Linked DNA regions of Mus musculus: region 2 is linked to region 1. The links are chromatin contacts, called in public HiChIP or PLAC-seq maps. All regions are on one chromosome and are shown on one strand. The core of a region is the stretch at or near the end of the contact, and the rest is flanking DNA. Distances in the headings are between cores, read along the strand shown.

Region 1 (6,664 bases), core at 2,311-4,810:
ATATATATATATGTATATACTCATTTATTTTGAGTTTATTATTTTATTACATCATTTTTTCTTTTTTAAAAATATTTTTTATTATGTATTTTCCTCAATTACATTTAGAATGCTATCCCAAAAGTCCCCCATACCCTCCCCCCCACTTCCCTACCCACCCATTCCCATTTTTTGGCCCTGGCATTCCCCTGTACTGGGGCATATAAAGTTTGCGTGTCCAATGGGCCTCTCTTTCCAGTGATGGCCGACTAGGCCATCTTTTGATACATATGCAGCTAGAGTCAAGAGCTCCGGAGTACTGGTTAGTTCATAATGTTGTTCCACCTACAGGGTTGCAGATCTCTTTAGCTCCTTGGATACTTTCTCTAGCTCCTCCATATGCAGAGATTCTTATACGCAGAAAGTACTGCCCCATGGTTAGTACCATATGGCTTCAGCCACCTTGTATCCAAGTTCCTATTATCAATCAAAAGAGTAGACCAGAATTTCCCCAAGTTCTATACTGAGACATCCAAGTGAACTCTGGGAGGGTCTACTAGGCATCTTGTCACAAATATGATAAGAACATTTGTTTGCTGTTGGTCACCCTTACAGGTGACCATCAGGGTTCCTGACCAAAACACAGTTTAAAATTAAGTAATACATATTAGCATCCTCCTTCCTCACACACGAGAAAGAAAAATAAAGCAATAATGGTGAGTTGGTATTCTGAGAAAAGTATCTGTGGGGTGTGTGTGTGTGTGTGTGTGTGTGTAAAGTTATTTCTTAAATAATCTTCTATATATGTATATTCTGTATTGTGTTTAGAAACAATTCTGCAATCTTCTGAATTGGAAGATATGTCTGAATGGAAGAGAAGAAGAAGCAAGAAAGCTCAGGCACTACCTTCCCAGAGGCAAGTGGCACTCCTCGGCCAGTTAATAAACAATGACACCTCAACTGAAATGCCCAAGGAGAAAGCCATCCGAGGTGCCACTACATCCGTCCTTCTCTCTCTAACCTTAAGTCAACAGAGAAGCAGAATAAGAAGAATGTAGACAGATTCTACAGATTACCTTCCCAAGCACCCATAGGAGAGGAGGGATAGATAGAAAGGCAGGTTAGACTCAGAAAAAGGTAAGCCCTGCCTGGCTCCAGGTATTCCGGGATGAGCTTGGGGTAAGATCTGCTACACTCCACAAAGATGTAGCAGAAATGAGTTTGCCATTTGGTCAGTAAATCCCTTTAAGTTCTATACAGAGTCCTGTCATTTGCCCAGCTGTACCAGGAATAGGACTGTCAGAACATCCTGTGCTGGAGTGCATGGCAATTTCATTCACGGCAGGCGCCAAGTAATTTGGATCTTAAAATGCACCTCACAAGAAGTTCGAAAAATACAGAGGAAGTTTCAGCATTGAGTCTTTGAGTATCTCTTGTCTAGAATAACTGCCCCTGTCATTTAGGGAGCCCATGGAAGTGCTGGTTTCTCAGGTATGGCTATGGATGTCCTCTTACCCCTTGAGGCAGGTACAGTGAGGCTCATTTGCTCCCCGGGATGGCGAAGCCAGGATCAAATCTACCCTTTTCATTGTGCTTACAGCAAGATTCTCTCTTCCCAGATACAACTCTTCCAACTTCCACCCTCTTGCCAAGCTTTATGGAAGAAACCCACACTCAATACTTGCCTCTCTGCCAAGGATTCATTCATTCCACAAACAAGGTATCTCCTGGCCCCTTCTGCCTTCCCTCCAGGTCCAGTGGTCTGTTTCCCAGGAATAATCCATCTCTTAGCTCTTGATGCCTATGTGGAACTGCTCCTCCTATAATTCTGGTTTCCTGGTTTCTCATGGCTCTCTTGTGCTTTGATCTGATTCTTACTCTAGACCATCCCTCAATCACTTTTCCTCCCTCCCCTCTCTCTTCACTTTCATTTCTCATTCTCCCTCCCCCTCCCCCTGCTCTCCCGTTCTTTCTCCTTTCTCAGATTTATTCTAGTTTCTGGAATCTAGTTGTCCCCACAGCAGCAGTTCTCAACCTGTGGGTCACAATCCCTTTTTTGGGGGAGGGGGTCAAGCAATCCTTCACAGGGTCACCTAAGACTATCAGAAAACACAGATATTTACAATATGATTTAGAACAGTAGCTAATTATAGTTATGAAGTAACAATGAAAATAATTTTCCTCACATCATAAGGAACTATGTTAAAGGGTCACAGCTCTAGGAAGGGTGAGAAGCACTGCCCTACAGCCTAGCTGATCAATACCCAGAGAGCAGAGCCCTGTCTTTGGGGGCTAAAATCCCAGTAACCAATTTCATGAGACTGATTTGAGGGGTACAGAACATTTACAACAAAATGTCAGCCAACAGAACATTAATGTTCAGAGCACTCCACAGTGAGCTAAATTGACATCAGGGTGCCCCCCTAGATCAAGAATAAATAAAGAGTGGGCACAAAATTCTCTGGTAAGTATACTTTCCCCCATTGACACTCTGTGTTGCGGGCTATACACAGAGTCATAAAATAAGAGGAGGAAGAGAAGATGCCCCTGCAGCCGCAGTCTGAAAGAACATGGATTTGTGTGTACATGTGTTCTTAGCTCTACAACAGGGAAGCACCACTGGGTAGAGAGTGGGGCATGGGTCAGTGGGCAGTCTGTGAGTCAGGCACTATCTTCTCAAATGAATGAATGAATGAATGAATGAATGAGAACAAATGTCTTTTGAGTGCTCATGGTTTTCCATCCTATTTTGGTGGTCTGTGGAAAGCTTGATCCTTTTGCTTAATGCCTTGGGTTGCAAGAAAACATGTGTGTTGCCTGCTTTATGTTTCAGTATGTTTCACATCTGGTGTACATACTGCCTGGCACTCATCAGACAGAAGGAAAGGACTATTCATTAGAATTAATTAGTCATCTGGATAGTCACATACTTAAGTAAAACACATCCCATGGTCACCTTCCTAAGAGTTCCCCAGAACATGCTGTTATTGTACGCTGTGCCCCACTGTCCATAGCTTCTTAGTTAACCCAGAATGGTCTGCTTTCCAAAGTTTGCATTTCAGACGTGTTTCTAAGAATTGGGAGACGGTGGTTCAGACACTTCACGTCGTTTGAGCTCCCTTAAACTCCAGTACCTATTCTCTACCTCGTGATTCAGCCCACCCCTGTCTCGGATGTGTTCTGGGGGAGGTAAAGGAAAGAGCAGCACATTCCTTGTGCCTGTGTGGGCTAAGCCTGGGCACTCATGGGGTTAAAAGCACTGCAGTAATATTAAGCACATGTTTCCAGCCCGCAGGGTGCCAGACTGAGGCGTCCTCCAAGCCTAATTTGATAGATATTATGCCTACATTGCTGCAAGTAGCGATGGAGAAAGTAAAAATTTTATGGATGAGCAAAATAGGAGCTCTTCTGGATGGAGTGTTTTTAAATCAGGTGTATAATTTACCCAGTGTCAGACCGCATGTAGAGTGCATTACTCAATTGAACTTACACGCAGATAGGAAAGCCGTTTCTTTTAATAAGCACTTCTTCAACTTATTGGCTCTACAATTACTTGCACCAAATTATCAGCAGCTGCTGCCTGCTTGGCGCTGCAGCCCAGACGAGGAGCCACAGTAGTTTCTAATCAACAAGCCACTCGAGGGCTCTTTATCATTTTTAGCTTAATTCCACTTTTATTTGGAATTTATTAATTGGAATATCCAATATTTTCACGACGGAATTTTGCTTTGCTTCCATTAACAAGAAGCCTACCCAATGGCTGAGGTGATTAGGAAAGGGGAAGAGTGGTGCCCAGCCTTATCTCCGACATTCACAGTATTATACGCATAATGCTGGCTTCGTGTTCTCTCGGAGGCTGGGTTTAGACCTTTTTATGAAATTCTGCTGCTGAACTTAGCTTTCTGGGTGTTTCGAGTCCAAGAGTTGTTGCAGGTGTCTGAACAGCACATCTTCATGCACAGCCAGTCTAGCCATATGTTTATGCCAGGCTTCTGGACCTCCACATGAAGGATATTATGGAGTGACTGCAGTCGGGGTGTCCTGGGCATTGGAGGTTGTTCCCAAATATTCCTGGCCTCTGACCACAGATTGCTGGCTGCTCATCTCCAGGCTCCAATGATAAATGCTAAAAACTGTCAGCAACATCGCAGAAGCACCGAAGTGTTTTATGTAAGATGGTGCAGCACATTACACCCAAGGAGCCTTGAAGGTTAGTTCTAAGAGGAAAGTACACTTTTTAACGAACTTGTTGGAAACTTTAGAACTGTATCCATAAGTATCAGTATTCTTTGCTCTCTGAGAAACGTTCAATGAAACCATGAAGGTCTAATTGTTTAAAATCAACCACATTTTATCACTACTTTTACAGCCAAAAGCAAAAGGAAATGACTTTTTAAAATATATAAGCAATAACTACTTATAATCAAATCAAATAAATATCTGAATAACCACTGTTCATGTAGATGGACCTGGGGACTAATTTTATAGAAGTATGGTAAAATTGTTTTATGTCAGCAGAGTCAAGAATACCTAATCTGAGATACATTTTACTTCTTCGGAATTAATTTGTATGTTATTGCCAGCTCCAAATTAGGAAACAGAAAGGTATGAGGAGCTAAATGCTATGACTTCAAAAAATGTTAATTCAAGCTCAGACTTTTCTCTTTTCAAATTCACATTTTAGCCTTTTAAACATGAAGGGTCAAATGTTCAAAATAAATATACTCATATATATATATATATATATATATGCATGTATATACATATATAAACACATACATATATACATGTTTATTTGTGTATATATACATACATATTAATAAATACAGTATACACATGTATACACACACACATACATACACACACACACACATGAAGTGCTGCTGGAAGTCATGGCTCATATCTATAATCCTACTGGTTGGGAGACTGACAGTGAGTTCTGCAGAGAAAACAGAGGAATACTGCAGTGAGTTCAAGGCCAGCCTGGATCACAGTGAGACCCTGTCTCAAAAGACAAAAAGAAAATCTCTAGCCAAACAACTAGGATCCAAGTGGAATACAGCTCTGTGGAAGGGCACCTGCTTAGTATGTGCTAGGTCCTAAACATCAGCCTGAACGAAACCCTACTGCCAACAACCATTCACCAAAGAACAAAAAGAGAGAGGAGAGACTCCTCCTTTGAAAGGAATTTGCAATCTTCTAAACCTTCCATCTACACTGGAGGTGGTTTGGACATCTAGCCCTGTGGTGCAGGACATGAGAGTTCACGTTGGCCAACAGGGTCTCCCATGTTTTCATTCTTCCTAGGTCTTTACACAGTGAGCTTCTCACGTACACGAGGCATCTTTTTTTTTTTAAGGTGAAAGAAGACTTTTAATTATTTCTACCCCAATGAAATAATAAATGTTCCAAAAATGAAATAGAATAACTGTTAGTGGGTTCTAGTTTTCAAAGAGAGAAATAGATCTATCCGCCCAAATCTGAACACTATAAAATGTATACCTGAATTAACATACATGTTTCCTATACACAGATGCAATTTTATGTCAACTAAAAATTTAAGAAAAATCTGGAAAAAAATATAGCTTTTGTAGCATCAAAATATTTTATACTGCGGGGTGGGTGGAGGGGGTAACCGAGAAATGGGATATCATATGAGATGTAAACAAATGGAATGGTTAATAAAAAAAATTCATACTGTGTACAACTCTGACTCTCTCAAATGCATTAATTAATAAATTATTAACTAATGAAAATGAATTACTAATTAATTAATTAATTAATTAAACAAAGCCCACGGATTTTGTTTTATTTTGTATCATTTCAAATACTAATAGCAATGCCAACATGTTTTCACTGAATTATTCTGACAGGAAACACTTGAAATAAACATTCAGAGGAACTCCTGTCTTTTAGAGCTGATTAATAAAGAGACTATGGCAATATAATTTAAGAAAGCAGGGGTTTGGGTCATAGCTCAGTGACAGAGAGCTGAGCATGCACAGGGCGATGGGTTCAATCCCCACTACACACAAATGAATAAACTTAATTTAAATCACTCATAAAAAACATTCAAGGAGATGCTTTCTTGCCAGAGGTTCAGCACACATCTAGCAGACACAGCAGCCTGCATGGAACACCTAGCCTAGCCTCAGGGTTCTCAGACAACGCACATATTTGAACTATGCTGTAAGGAACCTGTCACTAGGCTGTGGTTTTTATAAAGAAATAAGAGAAAGGTCATTCTCAGAGCAGTGGATTCATTGTTGGTCTCTGAGTCAAGAACTCTTTCCTCCTACTATCTGGAAACTCAGAAATCTTTGAGGTCCCAGCATCCCAAGATGTACAAGGCAGAAGCCAAAGCTCAGCTCTGACCTTTTGATTTATGACTTCAGTTCATCCTGTTGTATGGCTTATGAATTGGCAGAGAGAATTAAAACTCAAAATTTTCAAATGAGTTGAAATCCAAGTTTAAAGTGTGATTCTTGTCACATTGATTTGGGGGGCAGGCAGAGGGTGTTTTTCGTATTATTGTTAAGACAGAGTCTTATGTAGTCCAGGCTGCCTCATACTTATTGTGTAGCATAGGCTAGCCTTGAACTCCTGATGCTCTTTATAAGTGTCCAAGTAGTTAAAATGTTTAGCAATAGACAACACTTGGACTTCAGATAATCACAACAGAAGC
Region 2 (6,664 bases), core at 1,804-4,303, 840 kb before region 1:
CCATCTCAGGACCAGGATCATGGTGAACACTGTCAAATCTGACCAAGTGCAACACTGCCTTAGGACTTTCTTGGACCTCAGCCGTGGCGGTCTCTGCCTTTGCTGAGCCCCAGTTCTGTGACTCGGGGCATCTAAGCTCAAATTGTTCTTAAGGGGGGGGGGGCTCTGTTCTGTCAGTCCACTTCAGTCCTTACGGCTACTAAGTTACAGGCTCCTTGTGTCAGCCCACAGTACCTAGAAGTGTTGTTTGGATGGAAATACCAAAGCAAAGCTGGAGGCTGTTTGTTTTCTAAGAAAGGGGATAGTACTAACCTGATCATGAACCACAGAAAACACCCTATTTTCTAGGAGTAGAACTGCCCTGGTCAAATGTGATGGAGATTGTGTCTGTAATCAACTCCCATTTATCCCGGGCTTTCTGTAAGCCAGCAATGTTACATACATGAACACTCCCTTCTTATGATAGGTTCCTTTGTCTTCATGAGAGGACCCAAGAAAATGTAGAAGGTAAGGTTCAATGACTCTCCAGGGTCACCCAGCTCTTTAAAAAGACCCCACACAACACTGGAGAGGATTGGTACCACAGCCTGTATTCTCCATCACTCCAGGCTCAGGCAGGCTGAGGATTCTCTGTATATTCTTTCCTATGCTTCCTTAGTCGTGGCACAAGTCCACCCTGTCTCCCTTGGGGATCAGAGAACAGCAAGAGCTACGCTGGGCTGGACTTTTATGTGTGACTGCATTTCTGTTGACAGTCCCGGATGTCATCCTGGGGCTTGGGAAAGCCCAGAGGCACCTGAAGCAATCTGGTTTACCCAGACTTGAGAGCTTAGAATGACCTAGGGCCAGCAAGGAGGCCCCCAAGGGTCAGTGCTAATTGGGGCCGATTCCCCAGGGGTACACAGCCCAGACTGTTCCCAAGGAGTTCAGCTGGAACTAGATTGCTTCAGGAATGTGAGCCAGGCAAACAACTGCTCAATTGTTTGAGCCCCTGAGCTTGGTCCCCAAGCAGCTTCCCAGCTAAATGTAGGCCAACAAGATTGCTGAAAACTGTTGGCAAAGCTAAACGCAACACTTCCTTCATTTGCATTTAAAAATTAAAGTTCAGCCTTGAAGTGGGCATTAGGCAAACCCTCCCTAAATGAATACCGAACAAGTGCATGAGATCACCCTGGCACCCCAAGCGCTCTGCTCCCCAACTCTTGCAAGCAGAGAATGGTTTGTTTGCCATGACTCTTTCTCTACCACAGTCAAGACCTTGAAGCTGCAACCTTCCGATCGAAGGTGAAGCGTTTTAACTGACGGCTTTGTGGGTAACTCTGGGCTTCTCTCTAGCATCGCTGTTGAGACGGTTTCTTGACTTGCCTATGTTGAACACATGTCCAGAATCAACCCGCATCTATGTCTGGCATTTACGCTTAACGCAGATGGCAGATGTTAGCATGGAGATGTTCAGGGTCAGTCAGAAGTATCCAAGACATCCTCCTGCTCAGCCCATCTGCTCCTGCCTTCTCCTTCCCAAGATGCCTACACTATAGATTTGGTTAAGATTTTTGTTCATTTACTGGCTCTGGAGAAAGCAAAGGTTTCTCCACGTCTAGTCCCCCACATCTCTTGTGTGATGGTTCTCTGAAAACATGGTAGTATCAGAACAGCAAAAGTTGACAGATTCCAGCCTGTCACCAAATGCCTGTTTTTTAGAATTGAACTCCTTTTAAAAGTACAGCTCTAGGACACTCTGGGCTCCACTGTATGGAATCATGTCTGCAAACGGACCCTTGACTCACGGGAATTGATATTTTTAGGTGTATTTTGAGACTTTATTGGCTCTTATCTACCTTCATGGACTTTATTCGTATACATCTTATCCTTGTGAATCAACGACACCACCTCTGACTTGACTGGGCTGACTGGACAGATGTGGCCAGCCCAGCCCTGGTTAACACTGCCTAAAATGCTTATAAATTAAATCATAGACACAATGTAGCTTCCCTCCAAGCTTAAAGTTCCCCCTTCCTTCTAAAGCTGGCTTCTGGCTCCTCAGGATGGGCTCTTTTTAAGGGAGCACTATCCTTGCAGTGTTCTGACATTAGATGACTAAACAAAATTGCTGTGGCCCTTTGAGTTTCTGGGTACATGTTTGTTTAGAGGTGTTGTTTTTATTTGGGAGGCGGGGGTTCTCCAGAGAAGCTTGGTTTGTTGTCTGTGCCCATGATCAAATTACTTTGTAAATGGCATGAAAATGCTGTGTATGTGTATACACACACACACACACACACACACACACACACACACACGGTTGAATCTACCAGAGCTTCATTTTAAAACCATGTGGGTCTACGGCCATTTCCACCAAGGCAGGCCCAGATAAGCGAGGCTTGTTTGTGTGCGTGGTCATGTCCATCCTGAGCCCATGTCTAATTCTGTGGGCTCCCTTCTGGTTTGTGGCGCTGTTGTATCTGAACCTAACCCCCCTCTCTCATCACAGCAAAAAGTTTCTTAAGAGCTTAACTTACAGCCGAGTGCCAGCTCCCCCCATTTAATTTGTCCTGCTACCCCGGCACTTGTCATGTGTGTTCAGGCAATGGTGAGGTCAGTTCTCAGGGCCCAGCTCTCTGGACACCCTCAATGATGACCTCATTAGAGGCACAGATGTTTGCTGCACTTTGGGAGATGGGGAGAAAGCAGAGCAGTAAACTAGGCCAGCTTGCAATAAGGCTGTTACCCACAATTCAAGATAAAATGCCGGATAGTTCCCACTAGGTTCTGGTCGGCTAGGAGACAGCAACTTATTAATCTTGTGTCAGAGAGCCAGCTGCAGCAAGGCCGTTTCCATATTTCACCACTAACCCTATGTCTGGACAGCCATTGTCTTTTCTTATGAAAAAACTCTACAAATCAGCTGCGTTCTCTCTCTGCCTCTCTCTCCTCTCCTCCTTTAGCTCCGCAAAGCCCCCCACTTGTCCTCTTTGGAGAGTCGGGGCGCACCCTCCAGCCTGGGCCTGGCTTACTAATTCAGAGCCCGTGCTTACTTTCTAACTTTAATGATATTCCCTCAGCGTAGCACTTCGGTTGCTTGGCGACCGGATTTGAGCTAGGCCTCTCATTTGATTCCCACACATCAGACCCTGAAAAGCACTTTTTTCCCCCGTCCCTCAGCTTTTGATTCTTTCTGCTCTGAAACCCTTCCCCCGCGGTGTCAGTATGGGTGGGCAGAGCGGTGGTAGGAGGAGGCCAAGGGTGAAGGGCGGCCTATAGTGCACTGGTTACACATCAAGGCCTCCAAACAAAGCCTCCGGGAACCCTCCCTGACCAACACAAATTCCCCTCAGAAAAAGCAAATTTGGCTTTCCCTCATAGTGTGGGTGTCGTTTTGAGACTTTGCTTAGATACTTTATTAAATCTGATGCCTCTCATTGTTTTTTCTGCTGTTTCTCCCCAGAGACTTCCCATATCAACAAGTTGCTGTAGGCATAAGCAAACAGATTACAGAGAACTGAAATAATCGAACAGACAGCAGGCTGGCACCCACGCTTCTGATAGCTTCTAATTAAATCATACTATCTGTTAGTGAAGAACCCTCTATCTTGGTGTTGGGGGAGATGTGCTGTTTACCCCCACGATAAGGAAACATTTTATGCTAAAATGTGTATGTGGACATCCATGGTGCGACTGGCAAAAAGATGAGGGGAAAAATTTTCCCCATTTTTGTCTTTTTAAAGAAAAATAAAAATGCTATATATGCTATTGAAAAAGATCCACTGTAGAAAACAAAAACCAAAAAATAAAAAATCAAGGCGTTGAACATACTTCTGTGTTTTGTGGTTGAAGCTCTAACACAAGAGGGGACAGTCAAGGAAGGACTCAAAATGAAGGATGCTTGAGTTTTCCGATAGTGTTGTTTCCATTGAAATTATATTATGCAACTATGTCCTTAAGAGGCACACACCACACACAAACCACACCACACACACACACACACACACACACACACACACACACACACACACTCATAGCAAGGAATGAGCTGCTTCACTGACTAGAGCCAGTGAACAGTCATGCTTCTGCATACAGATTCCAGACACACGGGAGTATGTTCTTACATGTATATAAATGTACGTATAGTCTATTACACAAGACTGTGTGCAATCTATTATACGTAGTCATGTATAGTCTATTTTAAAGAGAGACACACAGAAGCATGTTTCATACATGTGTGTAGATTCGTGTCTATGCATTTAGACACGGTGTGGTGGTCTGTTCTAGAATGTAGCTCAGATATTCTTGTTGGCTTCCTTTCTCACAGATCCCTAAGGACTTGCTCACACAATGCCCACTCTCACATGCCAATCCTGTGTCCTGATGGAAGTGTGACCTTCCCACTCCATGGACACTTGAAAGCTGGGTTCTTAGACCTTATTGTCTTCCTGTTGGACTTACAGGAGGCTGACAGAAGTCTGTTGTCTCCTTCTCAGCAGTGATTAAACCAGTATGCAAAGCTCTTGCCTTCCATTCCCAGGTACTGGCCCAAACCTCCTTTTTCCTGTGAACTGCCTTCATAGCTGATAGGTGAGTGAGATTCAGATTTGTACAGTACAGTCCTAATCTGACACTCAAGCAAAGATTCTAGATAATGTTTAAACTCTGCTCTTCTTTCTGCCTAAAGTTTTAATCCGTACATTATCTGTATTTTAGGTGAACAGACGGGCAGATCGGATTCGTTATTCTATAACAGGATCTACTGGTCATTCTACTATAGGGTAGCTTCCTACTTCCTGTATGCCAGCAACATTTTGGTTTGGGGAAAATGTAGGCCATGGTACACTAGTAGATAGTTGGTGAATACTGTATAAAGCACCCCTGTGGTGAAACTATTAGTAAAACCGGAGAAGCAAGGGCTCTTTAATTTTACATTTGTAAAGAGAATTTTAGAACTCAGTTTGACTATAGGCACACGCACACTCAGACCTTGTGTGACGGGGTAGAGGGACAAGGGAAAGGGGAATAAAATTCCATGCAGGGTGGGGACAGCCATCCAGCTATGTGGTGCAGAGTTAATGACGGGCAGAGGGAGCTCTGAGGACCCCTCCCATGTTGCTGCACAGTGTCTGTGACTTCTCAGAAACACTGTTAATAATGGAAAACCAATCACAAACGACACTCAACTTGATGCCCTGCATATTTGTTATTTCCTCTTCTTTTCTACATGGTTTTTGCTCCCTCATGCTCACCTGAGCCCAACTAAAACTAAAATCTCAAAAGAACAGGCATACCTCAGGAAAGACTTCCTTAAAATATTTTTAACCTTACCCATCTGGAGTTTCTAAACTCCTGTGATGGAAACGTGATCACGTTATGCGCCTGCCTGTTCTGGGCTGCCCCTGGGTTGCCTGTTCTGGGCTGCCCCTGGGTTGCATGTTTGCTTCTGGAAGCTTGCCGCAGCTGCTGTGTGCACTTTCCCACTGCTAACGACAACCACACAGCCCTCCAGACCCGTCATGCTTCTAGACTCCTATCCATACAACAGGAGCAGAGCACAAGCTCGAGAAACTGCTACCTCACTCTTGACGTCTGTAGAAGACATGAGAAAAGTTAGGCCAAAGGAGGACGAAGATGGGCTCACTGCTCTCATTAATGAATGGCTGGCCGGCCATGAGAAACAAGATTATTGATTTAGTGTTAGTTATGGCCATGGCAACAAAGTGAGTATTACAGAAGATAAAATAATAGGGAGACATAAAATAGCTTTGATCCATGACCGTGGGACCTAAAGAGGGCTTCACTTACTAGAACTGGCCAGCATGACTTGTGTTGTTCTTATGTTGATCTGAATGGAGTATATGGCTCCCTCGGAGTTATGTTCTCAGTTGTACCTAGCACCTGAGCATTTGTCACTCTTCTAGATCACACAAAGCAACAGCTGTGCAGTAAAACAAGGGACTGTGAAGTAGAAGAACTCAGAGATGTGTCTCCATCCTTGTCATGGTGCCTTTAGTTTCAGTTTCCTTGATGTAAAACCAGGGAGGCAGTCACACAGAGATCAAGTAGCCTTTCCTGCTAGTTCTTGCTATGTGGTTCTGTGGTCTCCAGGAAGAGATTAGTGAGAAAAGGCCCAACCCACCCACGAGTACACTTACATGTCATGAAGATAAAAGAAGGTTCCAATGCATCTATATGTGTGCACATGAGCTTGGTATGTGGTGTGCATGGTACATATATTGTCTGTGTGTGTGTGTGTGTGTGTGCATATGTAAGATATGTATGGTGTTTGTGGTACCTATATTGTCTCTTTGCATGTGTGTTTGTGGGTCCATGTGTATGTAAACATGTAAAGTGTGCATGTTGTGTATGGTACATATAGAGTGTGTGTGTGTGTGTGTGTGTGTGTGTGTGTGTGTGTGTGTGTATGTGTGTGTGTATGTGTGGACATGTAAGATGTGTGTAGTATATATGGCATTTGCTCAATATGTGGGTGCGTATGTGTGTATAATAACATAGACACCTGGCCTTCCCACCTTGATACTGCTGAATGGTCTATGTGGTCAACAATTTAAAAACAAAGGCACGGGAAAGGTGGGGTAAAGAAACCATTATCCAATGTGCTCCTAGAAGAAACTAGAAACCCCTTCATTTACTGTTCTTTGTACATGTAAAGGTTTTAAAA

What was found. HiChIP or PLAC-seq counts read pairs in DNA pulled down with a chosen protein or histone mark.
Region 2: a contact with region 1 is called in an H3K4me3 HiChIP or PLAC-seq map of embryonic basal ganglia, with 6 times the contacts expected there. The contact joins two enhancer-like sites. A contact is called at or near these places in 3 of 115 datasets of contacts at active chromatin or transcription factors (differentiating embryonic stem cells, embryonic basal ganglia and stem cell-derived neural progenitor cells) and 1 of 9 other capture datasets (embryonic tail).

Annotation. Positions count from the first base shown.
Region 1 is chr3:34,249,812-34,256,475 of GRCm38.p6, reverse strand. It overlaps Gm52623 (a long non-coding RNA gene), which reads left to right. Exons shown (of 3, transcript XR_003954607.1): 3 at 808-2,058. Among named protein-coding and RNA genes, the nearest start is that of Gm52623, 14 kb to the left of the region's middle. Within about 2 kb of position 3,560, at least 13 of the 459 cell types and tissues checked have an H3K27ac peak or open chromatin away from gene starts, as enhancers often do. A contact at or near this core is called in embryonic basal ganglia, where this site is marked.
Region 2 is chr3:35,084,945-35,091,608 of GRCm38.p6, reverse strand. No RefSeq gene overlaps it. Among named protein-coding and RNA genes, the nearest start is that of Gm35255, 140 kb to the right of the region's middle. Within about 2 kb of position 3,053, at least 64 of the 459 cell types and tissues checked have an H3K27ac peak or open chromatin away from gene starts, as enhancers often do. A contact at or near this core is called in embryonic basal ganglia, where this site is marked.